2 separate regions of the Mus musculus genome follow, and region 1 is linked to region 2. The links are chromatin contacts, called in public Hi-C maps. All regions are on one chromosome and are shown on one strand. Each heading gives the region's core, a stretch centred on a gene start, on an enhancer-like site or on the middle of the called end of the contact. The rest is flanking DNA. Distances are from core to core; before and after follow the strand shown. Region 1 overlaps Peak1 (pseudopodium-enriched atypical kinase 1). Region 2 holds the start of Pstpip1 (proline-serine-threonine phosphatase-interacting protein 1).

Region 1 (6,329 bases), core at 715-3,214, 120 kb before region 2:
CTTTAGCAAATCATCTCCACCTCCATCCTTGTCATCACAAAACACAGACTGTTGTTATTTTTATGTATATGTACCATAGTTTATTTATCCAGTCAGTAGTTAATATCATTTCCATTTCTTGCCTATCAGTAGTAAACGGTAGAATACTGATGTTCCTTCAACAGTGCTGCTTCCGTTCCCGTGACTACGCAGTGAATGTGTGAGGTCACGTGGTGGCTCTGTTTCTCACTCTTTGAGGCTCCTCTCTGACTGTTCTCCTTCCTGTTCTCACCAGCAGTGTGCACCACGAGGTTCTGTTTCTCCACACTTTTCACCAGCGCTTTTTTTTTTCTTTCGGTGACAGCCTTGCTTTTTTTTCTATGATTTGTTTTTGCTACTTTTTAATTATGTATATGGGGAGGTGAGGTGTGTCTATCTGAGTGCAAGCACCCTCAGAGCCCAGAGGCAGCTGGTCCTCCTGGAACTGGAGTTACATGTGCTTGTGACCTTCATGGCATGTGTGCTGGGAACTGAACTCAGGTCCTGCACAACAAAAGCTAGTATTCCTAACTGCTGAGCAACCTCTCCAGCCCAGGAACATCCGTTCTAGTGGAAGTGAGGGATATGGTTTGCTTTGCCTTTCTCTGGTGTGCGTGTGTGTGTTCGTGTGTGTGTGTGTATGAGTGTATGTCTGTGTGTGTGTGGGGGGGGGGGTGTATGTGTGTGTGTGTCCCATTGTATGCCTTGTGCTAATTACTTTTAATTGAATTGTTTGAGTTTTAGTGATTTTTGTTGTTGTTTTTGGTTGTTGGTTAGTATTTTTTTATTTTGATTTTTGTTTTGTTTGTTTTTTTCAAGACAGGATTTCTCTATGTATCCCTGGCTGTCCAGGAACTCACTCTGTAAACCAGGCTGACCTTGAACTCAGAAATTCGCCTGCCTCCCAAGTGCTGGGATTAAAGGCATGTGCCACCACTGCCCAGTTATTTAGAATTCCTAATACATTCTGAATAGCCCCTTATCAGATATGTAGTTTCAATTATATCTCCCATTGTTATGTTTTCAGTCTGTTTTCTTTGTGATACAGAAGTTTTTTAGTTTGGTATAGTCTCTAATGTCTATTTATGCTTTTATTACTTATCCTTTTAGAGTCTTGTACACAAATTTCTTTCCTGATCCAACATCCTACAGTCTTTTCCCTGTTTCTCCTGGTTTTATAACTTCATAGTTTGAGGGTAAATCTTTAATTCATCTTGAGTTGATTTTGTAACTGATGAGAGCTTAGGGGTCAAGTTCCATTCTTCAGCATGCGTACATCCACTTTTCCAGCTCCGTTAGTTGGAGCCCACAGTCTAAGGGGCTTGTATGAAAGCTGGAGGTGGTGCGCATAAGGCACTGAGTGCAGACTAGAGGTGGTGCACATAAGGCACTGAGTGCAGACTAGAGGTGGTGCACATAAGGCACTGAGCGTAGCCTTGAATGTGGGTCCATGAGAAACGGTAGTCACTTATAGGCTGGCTGCCCAGACCCTTTCTGAAGACTTACTGTGTTCCTAATGAGTCACCTTGCAGTTAATCATCCTCTGCACCTCGTGTGTCTGCTTATGGGAAGTCTAAGTGTGCCTCCTGCTCTCTTTCAGATCTGCAAGAGCAAAGCTAAGGAGTCTCAGCAGTATTACCATAGCCTGGCTGTCCGGCAGAGTCTGCCTGTGCATTTTAACATCCAGCAGGATTGTGGCCATTTCCTTGCTGAAGTCCCTAGTCGTCTGCTTCCCTGGGAGGATCCTGATGCTCCTGAAAAGGCAGAGGATGGCACTGAAGACAGCGAAGAAGAGGGGAAGGCAGAAACTTTGGGGGGAAATCCTGAGCCCTGCTCTGAAACAGAGCCATCCCAGAAAGAGAACCAACGAGTCACAAACAGGAAACAAAGAAGCCACGTTGTGGTCATCACCAGGGAGGTTCCCCATCTCACTGTGGCCGACTTCGTGCGAGATTCTTTGGCCCATCATGGGAACAGCCCTGACTTGTATGAGAGGCAAGTGTGTCTGCTGCTCTTACAGCTGTGCTCTGGGCTTGAGCACCTCAAGCCCTACCACGTCACGCACTGCGATCTTCGCCTGGAGAACTTGCTGCTTGTCCAGCACCAACCTGGGGGAGCTGCCCAGGGCCCTTCTCCTGCAGACCCTTGCCCCACCTTAGCTTGTCCTACAAGGCTCATTGTGAGTAACTTCTCTCAGGCCAAGCAGAAGAGCCACCTGGTGGACCCCCAGATCCTCCGAGACCAGTCCCGCCTTGCCCCAGAGATCATCACGGCCACCCAGTATAAGAAGTGTGATGAATTCCAGACGGGCATTCTCATCTATGAGATGCTGCACCTGCCCAACCCTTTTGACGAGAACCCGGAGCTGAAGGAGAAGGAGTACACGCGCACAGATCTGCCTCGGATCCCTCTCCGCTCCCCGTACTCCTGGGGTCTACAGCAGCTTGCTAGCTGCCTCCTGAATCCCAACCCTTCTGAGCGCATCCTCATTTCTGACGCCAAAGGCATCCTCCAATGTCTGCTCTGGGGCCCCCGAGAAGATCTCTTTCAAATCTTCACCACCTCTGCAACCCTCGCACAGAAGAACGCTCTGCTCCAAAACTGGTTAGACATCAAGCGAACCCTGCTGATGATCAAGTTCGCGGAGAAGTCCCTGGACAGAGAGGGGGGCATCAGCCTGGAGGACTGGCTTTGTGCTCAGTATCTGGCCTTTGCCACTACAGACTCCCTGAGCTATATTGTAAAAATCCTGCAATACCGTTAATATGGCCCGGGCATTGCTTTTATTGTTAAATATCTCCACCTTCCTCATGTTACCCTCATGTCCCTGTCCTGGTATCCACTCAGAATTTAAGGAAAGGAAAGAAGCCAACTGCCACCCTTGTCCAGGGACATGGGCTCCATTCAGCAAGGTCACCTACAGCTTTCTACAGTGAATGGCTGAGTGTTTCTTTACTGTACAGCAGTTCAGCTGCACAAACATGCAGTCACCTTCCCTTGGAGCATTTGTCATCCCAATAGTCTCACAAATGTGGGGTAAAAAGTGAAAAATGCACAGCCATGAAGGAGCAGCTCCCATGGAATGATCTCACCAAGCTGCATACACCTCTTCCATAACTCTGAAGCTCGCCTGCATTAACTAGCTAGCAGTACACACATCACCAACCTCAGCTGTCACCCACTAATGCTCTCACAGCAGATTCCTCTCCCTTGAAGTGACCACCTCTTTCCCTAGAGGACATCCCATTATCCTTCTTGGCTCCGTTGTAGTCACTGGGGACTAGCCTTTGCTCTGGCATACAGTGAAAGGAGGGGACCCTACATAGAGAGCCACCCGGCAGCCGCAACCCTGCTGCCACTGCTTCACTGTCCTTCACCTTCACCCTGTCCCGCCTGCTGAAGTTTGGGTTTATCATTCACTTCTTGTGGTGGCCCATTACAAAGCTGACCAAAGGTGGTATCACCGATGCCTCAGCAGGATGAAATATAGTCCAGAGATTATGAATAGTTGGCAGGATATGAAGAAATAATGTCCTTATGTGTGCAATTCTCCAGGGGCCCTCAGGGAACAGACTTTCAAGTACTGTTCTTTGATTCCTGTCAGACCTACCCGCATGGCAGCCAGGCCTGGTGGTGTCTGTCTGAGTCAGAGTTTCTTCCCCCACAAGCAGTAATTGGCCAGCTTCCTTCCGTCAGTAAGCCGGTATTAACTAGTCTGCCAAATGCTGTCGGCAACAGCCCTGAGTGAGATGGTTATCCGTTTAGCGTCACCATCACCTTAGAAAGCTACCCGAAGCTGGCTATTGGAATGGCCGGAAGACAAGGGGAATGGGAAAGGTCACGAAGATGGCTGACCTGTTCCTCGGAGTGCGAGCCTCTTCCAGAAAGACTGCCTCCCAGAGTGAGTGGCACGTTGCTCCTAAGACTCTGCAGTGGGTCTGGAGCTCGGCTCACAGGAAGGCTGATGGCTGCAGTGGGTGACTGAGAGTTGTTCCCCGTGGAGCCCGGGCTCTCCCGTGAATTATGTGCAATTTTTGTATGTATTTTTAAGCTGTATATTACAGTGTTTATGTTGCAACTTTCCATGAGTGAGAACTGCAGAAGCCTTTCTGTCTTCCCTTGGCACATATTTGCGCTAAGAGGCGAGTGTCCTTTCCACCTGTGTGTATGTACACTCATGTGCTTGTTTTATTCAAAACTGTGAGTCTCTGTTTACTTCACCCTTGAAATCCCAAGAGTCACTTGAATGGTAAGTGAGTATGCGTGTGGAACCAACCATGTTGCATGCACATGCTGGAGCTAGGCTTCTGGGAAAGCAACCTACAGTGGGGTAGACAGATCCATTTTGTATACCTTGCCAGTGAAGAAAACCCAGAAAGCCCTGGTCCACCAGCGCCGAGTTGTCTTAAAGCCAAGACTGATTTTGTGCAGTATTATTTGGGTGGCACCTTAGTGGCCTTGGAAACTTGTAGACTTTTAACATTTTTAACAGCCTTTCACATGATTCACCTTTATCAAAGAGGATCAAAAAAGGAGAATGTATTTTATTATGCATTTTAAAAGAGAACGGTATGTGTGAGGCTGCATATGGAGGGTGGCTTGTGTTCCTGGCTAGTGCTCTGGACTCCCAGGAAAGAGAGCTGGTTGGCCCACAGTGTCTTGTGTCTCCTACACAGAATGACCATGGAGAGGGCAGCCATGAGTCATGGCTGCACCATGCCCAGCAGGCTAGGGTTTGAGTCAGCTTACATAGCCCATGGTCACAGAACTCCCTGCCTAATGATGCACTGAACTGGCTGCATAAAGACCACTGACCATGTCAGCGGGCACAGTCCTTCACTTTCCACAGTACTTGCAGATTGAGACATACCTTCTCCACGTCACGCTCATGGTGCCTTGCCCATGTAAATCTGAATGTTGACTATTTAATGAGGTTACATATTTAATGCAGAATGTTCCCTAGGCTCCTCTGTTTGTTCTGTCTGTAGAAATCTCTCTCTTTTTTTTCCTGTTATCTTAGATCCAGCCTTCTTTCACACTATAGTAGAAAAAGTGTGCACACTTCTGCTACCATTGTCTCACTGCATTGGTAAGCTGAGCATCCTCCCTCCACGTGACTCTCACTATTCTTATGACCGCACTAGTGAAGGACAAAGATGAAAACCAGCTAATAGGAAAAGAGCGTCCGACTTTCTAGAGACAGGAGTTAATTCTGTCTGGGGGATGGCCACAGAATGAGGGCAGGGAAGAAGGTGTCCAGGTTAGGTCAGAGCAGAGACAAGAACTACATCTCTAGGCAAGAAGTCCATCAGGTGGTCCTCTGAGCATTTCTCAAAATAACGAAATTCAGTCCATATAACATTGTCATAGCCACTGCACGTTTCCATTTAGATTCACTCACTAACTGGAAGGAAACCCTCCCCTCTGCAGCCACACACACACATTTTATATATACATATATTATGAATTTGGGAGTGTTACTAGTATAGCACTTGAAGTTTTCACAAGTAACATCTGTATTGACTGGATTCTTTTTTTCTTTTCTATTAAAGTCTATGCCATAGATTCTTCCATTTCTGTTGAGAGTTTGAACAACTAAGCCCCACTGGAACTTTCCCTTAAGCCACATGGACAGTCTCTCTCTCGGCACATGTAGGTGCTAGAGAAACAGGACTGTGGCGAGAGCAGGCAAGAGCAAGAATCGCTGTCCCTCAGAGTGCCTTGTTAGCATAGTAACCTAGCCATGGAGAGAATAGCCCCCCGTGCCCCAGACAGCTCTTGGGGAATGCATGCAACCACGTAGTGTGCAAAAGATCACCATAAAGGACAGCAGCTGATGAGCAAATGAACAATCAAATAGACATGTGGAGTAGGCCATGAAGTTCCTGAAAATCACCAACCCCAGGGCCGAGTTAGATTGGAAGGCACACGGATAGCAGAGGGCTTCAGGGGTTGTTCTCAGGACATGGACTGGATAAGGTCATGGGGGAGTGAGTGCCCCTCACCGCTGGTGCTGAGGGCCAAGGAGAAACCCTCAAGAACTAGTCAGCGCAGCCTTCCTTCGTCATGCTAGAGGAGCCTTTTCTGCCTCTGAGCTCAGGGTGTTCATGAAGATGGGACTCTAAAGCTCTGGGAAGCCATGCCTCTAGGAGCAAAGCCTCAGCCATCAAAATCCCCATGCACAATCTTGAAGCCCACTCAGTAGTGGGTCATGCAAGCTTTCCAAGTTTGATTTATCCAGTATTGGGAAATCAGCAAATATTAGCTGGTAACCTACAGTGAGGATTTCCCAAAGCCTTTACCTAGAGTGA
Region 2 (6,002 bases), core at 821-3,320:
TGCCACCGCTCTAGGCCTAAGACTATTTACTGCCAGGCTGCAGGATTCAAAGGCAGTTGAATGGGTCCCACTGTCCACTTCCTCCTTGTCTCTGCTCTGCCTTCCCTGGGAAGCTTCTCCTAACCAAGGCCCTGGGAGCCACTGTGAAGAGAAGCCCAGGATGCCAGCAGCAGTCCAGAGGTGTAGCCAGTACAGGGCATGGCGAGACATTACCTAGGAAGCAGCCCCGGGGAAGCTGGGTCCTACTGCTGCCACCACGCCCTGATGTCTTATATGTCATCCTTTTGCCTGGTCCCTGCCACTGGGCTGCTGCTTTTCTTGGCTTTGATCTGGGGAAGTTGAGGCCAGACATTTGGGATTGGGATTGAGACACTAGGGATAAAATGGACCAGGGTTTCTGGCCTTCCTGGGTTGCAGGTTTCTAAGTCAGAGCAGCGATTGGATTCACCTTGAGCAATGAGCACCCCGGTGAATGAGATGGCCAAAGCAGCTGCTTTCATCTGCAGCTCTGGACTGGTCCTACACTCTTCTCTGTAAACACAGGAAAACTGAGGCCCAGACAGGTACAAGGTGCCCTCTCCAGGCAAGGCCCTCTGTCCTCTGTGAAGTCAGTTTCAAGGGAGGAAGGCCACTCATACTTTAGCACAGACCCCAAGCAAAGCTGGCAGAGAGGAAGGAAGGTGGCTTACTAACCCTCATCCTCCTGGCTTTGACCTTAGGAGTGGGCCCTGGGTGAGTAAAAGGTCCTGAGAGTCCCCTGTGGTGTTGGAGAGTTATCCTCAGGAGAAAGACATCCCCAGCTTTAACCAAAAGGTCTCAGCCTTGTGTCTCCAAGGGACAGTCAGGGGTGGAGGAGACTAGGGGAAGCTGAGGGAAAAGTGGAAAAGCAGGAGAGCTGGGCAAGCGCTGTGGCCTCTACTGCCCTCCTGGCTAGGTTTCCTCATCTCACCGGCAAAAAGATTTGTTTTACACCTGCCCTGAATTTGAAACAGCAGGCAGGAAGTTGCCTAGCCCAGCTGCCTTGTTCATGAACCTGAGGTATGCAGAGATCAGAGACTGGGTGAAAGAGTTTTAACTCTGGCAAGGCACCAGGGCTTTACTGCATTGGATCACCTTCAGTTGTCAAATATCTGTACTTATCTCCATTATACAGATGTAGAAACTGAGGCCCAGAGAGAAACAGCAACCGACCCAGCCCTTACAAAGCTGAGACCCGAACCAAACTAAAGTTGGTCTGGTGTCTGGGCTGCTGACTTCTCCCTTGTACACTCCTCCCTATGTATCCTCCTCAAATCCTCCATTAGGCTGTCCTGGTGAGCTCTGCCGCTGGGGCAGCATGCCCCTGAGGAGAAACAGCCTGAGGCCATCCCTCTGGCTGTGGGGGTGATGTCTGTGAGAGAAATTCATTATCTTAGCCAGGGCCCCTCTTTTGCCTTTCATGTCAGTAGAGACTGTGGCCCAGGCCACCTCCATGATAATTAAGACCAAAGTCAAGGCACAATTTTTATGGGGAAACTGTACCCCTATGTCAGTCTCCAAGGTGATTCCTGCCTGGCTGGACCTGTTCGGCAAGCTCACCGCCCCCAGTCGACTCCACTCACCCAGAAGGCATCTCGGAACTGCAGCTGGGCCATCATCCTCCAAGGGCGTCTGTTGTGTCAAATGCTAGCACTCCTGCTTCAAGCAGGGCTGAACATGGGCCAGGAGCCAGGAGCACGTCCCAGTCCCAGCGCGGCTAGCCCAGGCCCTCCCTCCCACTCCCAGCCGGCGCCGTCTGAAACGCTCAGAAGGCAGCCACAAGCCAGAGGCAACTGCCGGAGGAGGAAAAAGGCTCAACCTGTTTTGTTTGGGGCTAGAATCAGCAGCGAAATGAGGAAGGAGCCCTGCCCAGTGATGGAAGGGTGGGCCACGATTTCCAGCCTAGGCTCTCGCCAGCCCCACTGATGGAGGAGGACGCAGGCTGAGGCCCAGGGCAGGCAGCCCAGGTGGCAGGCAGAGGCTGGGAGAGAGGAAGGATGTGCACAGGCCAGGCAGGCAGGCAGGCAGCCTGAGGCCGGCACAGGAAGGTTTGTGCAACCTCCCCCAGGGCAGGCGCAGGGCTCTAACCCACAGGAAGTTGAGCTGCTGAGTTTCTCCTGCACAGCCCCAGCCCCGCCTGCCACCTGCCACCCTGCTGCCTGCTCAAGTCCTGGCCCAGTTTAGCTTTAGAACTAACAAGTTAGGAATCTCATGACTGTTACTCTCGCCGGCCCCAAGAGGTTAGGTTCTTAGGGTCTCACCCCGGAAAAGGACGTCCACCATTCATTCCAACTTTAGCAGTTCATGCCCTAGACTAGGTCCTACCCTCAAGTTGCTCACAGCACGGGGCGGACTCAATTGCGGTCCTGGTCCCGGGGCTATGAGAGTGGAGACTTGTTTTGAGAAGGTAACTAGCTAAGGGACCTCAGTGTGATGAGGCACGGGTCCTTGACCCCGTGCAAATCTTCACCCATTCCATCTTCAGTTCATAACTGTGATAGAGGGAGACAGGAGTCTGGAGACTCAGGCTCAGCTTTTGTTTAGTTTGGATTCTGCCCTTCACTAGTGGACGGACCTTGATTGACCTAACTCAGAGCCTCAGCCTCCCCATCTGTCACTTCCAGTCTCTGGGAAAGTGTTTCGTATCAAGAATGCCTCTGGAATTTCTCTTTGTAGGGCAAGCAGGTCCTGGGGAACCCTTTCCAGACAGGGTTTGCCCACTCAGCAGAAGAGGCCTCTGGAGTCCTGAGCCCGGGGTGGGCTGGTGAAAAGAATGAGTCAGAGACTGTCCACAAATCACCACCCTTACCGAGGCTTACCTTAGGACCAACTGGGTTGATCAGACAGCTGAGTTCCCAAGTGTGGGTTACACGTGCCAGGGCTTAAAGAGAGGCACACCCAGGCTTCCCTAAACACCCCCAAGAAGAAGCACAGCAGGCCTGCTGCTGGAAGCCCTTCTCTCTAGAATCCCGGGGCTTGAGCTAATGAGCATCTTTTAAAAAGAGATTCATTTCTAATTTTTATTTGCGTGATATGTGTGTGTGCTAGGTATGTACAGATGCCTGTAGAGGCTAGAGGAGGGCATCCAATCCTTTGGAGCTGCCTAATGTAGGTGCTAGGAATCGAACTCTGATCCTTTAGAAGAACACCAGTCACTCATAACCACGTGGTGTAAGTTACCTTAACCCTACAGGCCCTCTGCTGAAGCTACTTTTATTGTTACAGATTGGCCAACTCAACATCTCCATCTGTAAAATGGGATGAAACCTTGAAATCAGAAAGCAGACCAGAGTCCTTTGTTACCAGGAGCCTTGTTTTAACTGACAGGAAAAGCCCAAGCTGGGGTCCCTGCTGACCTCTCCAGGAATCTCTTCCCTTCAGTCTGCTGGGTGAGTCCAGCCCCCACCCCACCCCCAGAGTCTACACCTCCAGATGCAGCCACATCAAAAGAAGAAAGGGAAAACCCAAGTTGTCTTCTCCAAAGTCCTGTTCGTCAGCCTCTTGGGAGATCTTCCCTGGTATCTCATTGGCTAAGAATAGATGGTACTTCAGCATCATCACCATCACAGCAGACCCTTGGGGCTGTCATAGATGCTGGAGAAAGTTACAGTGACCATGAGACCCCCCCCTCCTCAGCTTAGAGCCACAAAGAATGCTGGTGACAGGTCTGCCAGGAGAGGAGGCAGATCTGGTTTCTACCCTAATGGAATTACAGGCAAGTTCCAGAAAGATCTCTCCTTATTGAGTGGAACCAGAAGACAGTGTTGTGATGAGAAGGAGGTAAATGAAGAGGGGGTGGGGAGAGAGTTGCAAGGACGGTTAGAGGCCTGGATGGTGCTACCAGGAAGGCCGAGGGAAGCTGTGGAGTGTAGAGGAGACAGAGAGAAGATAGGACTGGATGGAGACGTTCAAGAAGCCTCAGAAGATGGAACTGTGTGTTAGCGAGCTTCCCTCCCTCCCCAGCCATTGCCCACACCAAACCCAGTCCTCGGGGAGGGGAATCTGTGCCTGAAAAAAAATCACAGCTCTTTAATCACTGTTTCTGCTGCCTCAGAACATAATTTGCCTTGATGTCTAGGCAGCTGTGCCCCAGGCCACACTATGAGGGAGAACCTCACCCAGGCCAGGACAGAGTGTTTGACATAGTATTTGAATATATATGTTTGAAGAATTCAAGAGGTCATAGGCTTAAGGACTGAAAATAAATTGCAAAATCAGTTGTTACAGCCTTGGTTGCCACAGCTAGCCACCTGGTGGGACTTGGGTTTTAAAGTCAGTTTGTCTGTGCCTTTAAACCAGGTAAGCAACAGAAACATTGCCAATGGTAGGCATTTGGGGTTTATTCTACCTATGGGGTTTTTACTTACTATTTACAGTTGCATGAATATTTGTGGAACAAGTGCCAAAATCTATTAAGTTCTGAGTTTTTCTGCCAGGTACCAGATTGGCCTGTGTTCTGCTGGGGACAGGGGAGTTGAGCCAGGCATCTCCATTTATCATGATCAGACTCCTCAGCCTGTGATAGACAGGCAATCCCCAAGGGTGTTGCAAACAAGCTAGGATGTACTAGGTACATGGGACAGAAGTATGTCTGCCGAATATGTCATTTGTTATCCGTCTGAGCCAGGGACAGCCGCCATGCCTCACCCTAAGATGCTATTAGGCATGGTCCTAACCTTGACTTCTTTAGAAACCTGCAGCTGGATTCCTGCTGCAGGCAGAGGGGACCTAGGAAGGAGTAGGGAGGGAGGGGCAGAGGAGTAGCCCAAGGGAAGCAGTGAGAGGCTACCACATGAAGTATGTGTCACTGTCATACGAGATTGCTCTTGAATCACACAAAGATTAGCAAGATGGTTCAGCTGATAAAGATGTGTGACACTAAACCAGATAACTTGAGTTTAATCCCCAGGATCCAATGGTAGAATGAGAGAACCTTCTATCATAAAACACCCTCTGACTTCCACAGTTGTTCTATGGCATGTGATTGCACTCTCATATAACACACACCCCTATATATGATTAATTAACTATCATTTAAAACATGTATACGAAGATATATTCAAGACAGGATTTCTCTCTATATTAACGCTGGCTTTTCTGGAACTTGATCTGTAGACCAGATTGGTCTTGAACTCATAGAGATCCACCTGCCTCTAACTCCCAAATGTGGGATTAAAAGTATGCATTACCATGCCCAACAATAATAGCATGTTATTTGGAATTTCAAGACAGCAACTTTGGAGCATCAGAGCCTGGACAGGCTCAGCTCTGAGCATCAGGGCTCCGTGCAGCTGTGTCTGTACATCAGCGAAGCTATCTGTGCTCACTGCCAGCTGCTCTCCATGTAGCAGAGCGATGCCTTCAGATGCTGATCTAGCCACCTTCTGGCTACTACTTTTCTGAGTGATGGATGTTGTTCTCAGGCTGCTGGCCATTGTCATTACACATCCTGCAGATCCTGCACGGCCTAACCCAGCCGACTCTTCAATACTTGCCACCCACTGGACTTTGATTTTGTCATGTTGCCTCACTCTCTTGTATTTCAGGTCCTTTTTTTCCCAACCTCTCTCCTCTGCTTGGGAAGTTCTTCTTGCCCCTCCCTAGCCTCAACCTTGGCCCAGATACCTACTTCTCTTCAATTGTCATCTCCTCAGGAAAGCCAAGAGATGGACTGGATAGACAGAACGCAGGCAGGACTGACGTTGACTTATATGAGTGTGGAGGAACTCAGGGGCTTGAGGAGGGGACACTGTCATGGAGGCTGCCCTCACTGGTGAAGCTGATGCCAGGCTAGAGGGGAAGTCTGAGGCAAGAGCTTGGAACCTTGGGGGTTGGGGGAACTAGCAAGAAGGAGGCTCTGAAAACTCCTGCCCTAATTTAATTTGGTAATGGCACTCATTTTATCCCTTTTAGTGTTTATGCTGCCTTGATAATGCAACTCTTGGAGGGAGGGAAGGGAGCCTCTGTCCTGGTAGAGCATCCTT

What was found. Hi-C and Micro-C count contacts between places; a contact is called where the count stands out from the background.
Region 1: a Hi-C map of CD8 T cells shows a contact between it and region 2, with 2.2 times the contacts expected there. The contact joins the enhancer-like site here to the promoter of Pstpip1 in region 2. A contact is called at or near these places in 4 of 39 promoter capture datasets (the 3T3-L1 cell line, cranial neural crest, macrophages and 1 more), 1 of 15 datasets of contacts at CTCF or cohesin (CD8 T cells), 11 of 484 Hi-C or Micro-C datasets (the Ba/F3 cell line, CD4 T cells, CD8 T cells and 6 more), 1 of 115 datasets of contacts at active chromatin or transcription factors (bone marrow-derived macrophages) and 2 of 9 other capture datasets (adipose tissue and macrophages).

The regions. Positions count from the first base shown.
Region 1 is chr9:56,202,901-56,209,229 of GRCm38.p6, reverse strand. Peak1 (pseudopodium-enriched atypical kinase 1) reads left to right here. Exons shown (of 7, transcript NM_172924.3): 7 at 1,619-6,329. The coding sequence ends at 2,782. Among named protein-coding and RNA genes, the nearest start is that of Peak1os, 35 kb to the left of the region's middle. Within about 2 kb of position 1,964, at least 71 of the 459 cell types and tissues checked have an H3K27ac peak or open chromatin away from gene starts, as enhancers often do. A contact at or near this core is called in CD8 T cells, ECoMG-derived neutrophils, adipose tissue and 2 more, where this site is marked.
Region 2 is chr9:56,086,044-56,092,045 of GRCm38.p6, reverse strand. Pstpip1 (proline-serine-threonine phosphatase-interacting protein 1) reads right to left here and starts at 2,070. Exons shown (of 15, transcript NM_011193.3): 1 at 1,602-2,070. The coding sequence starts at 1,637.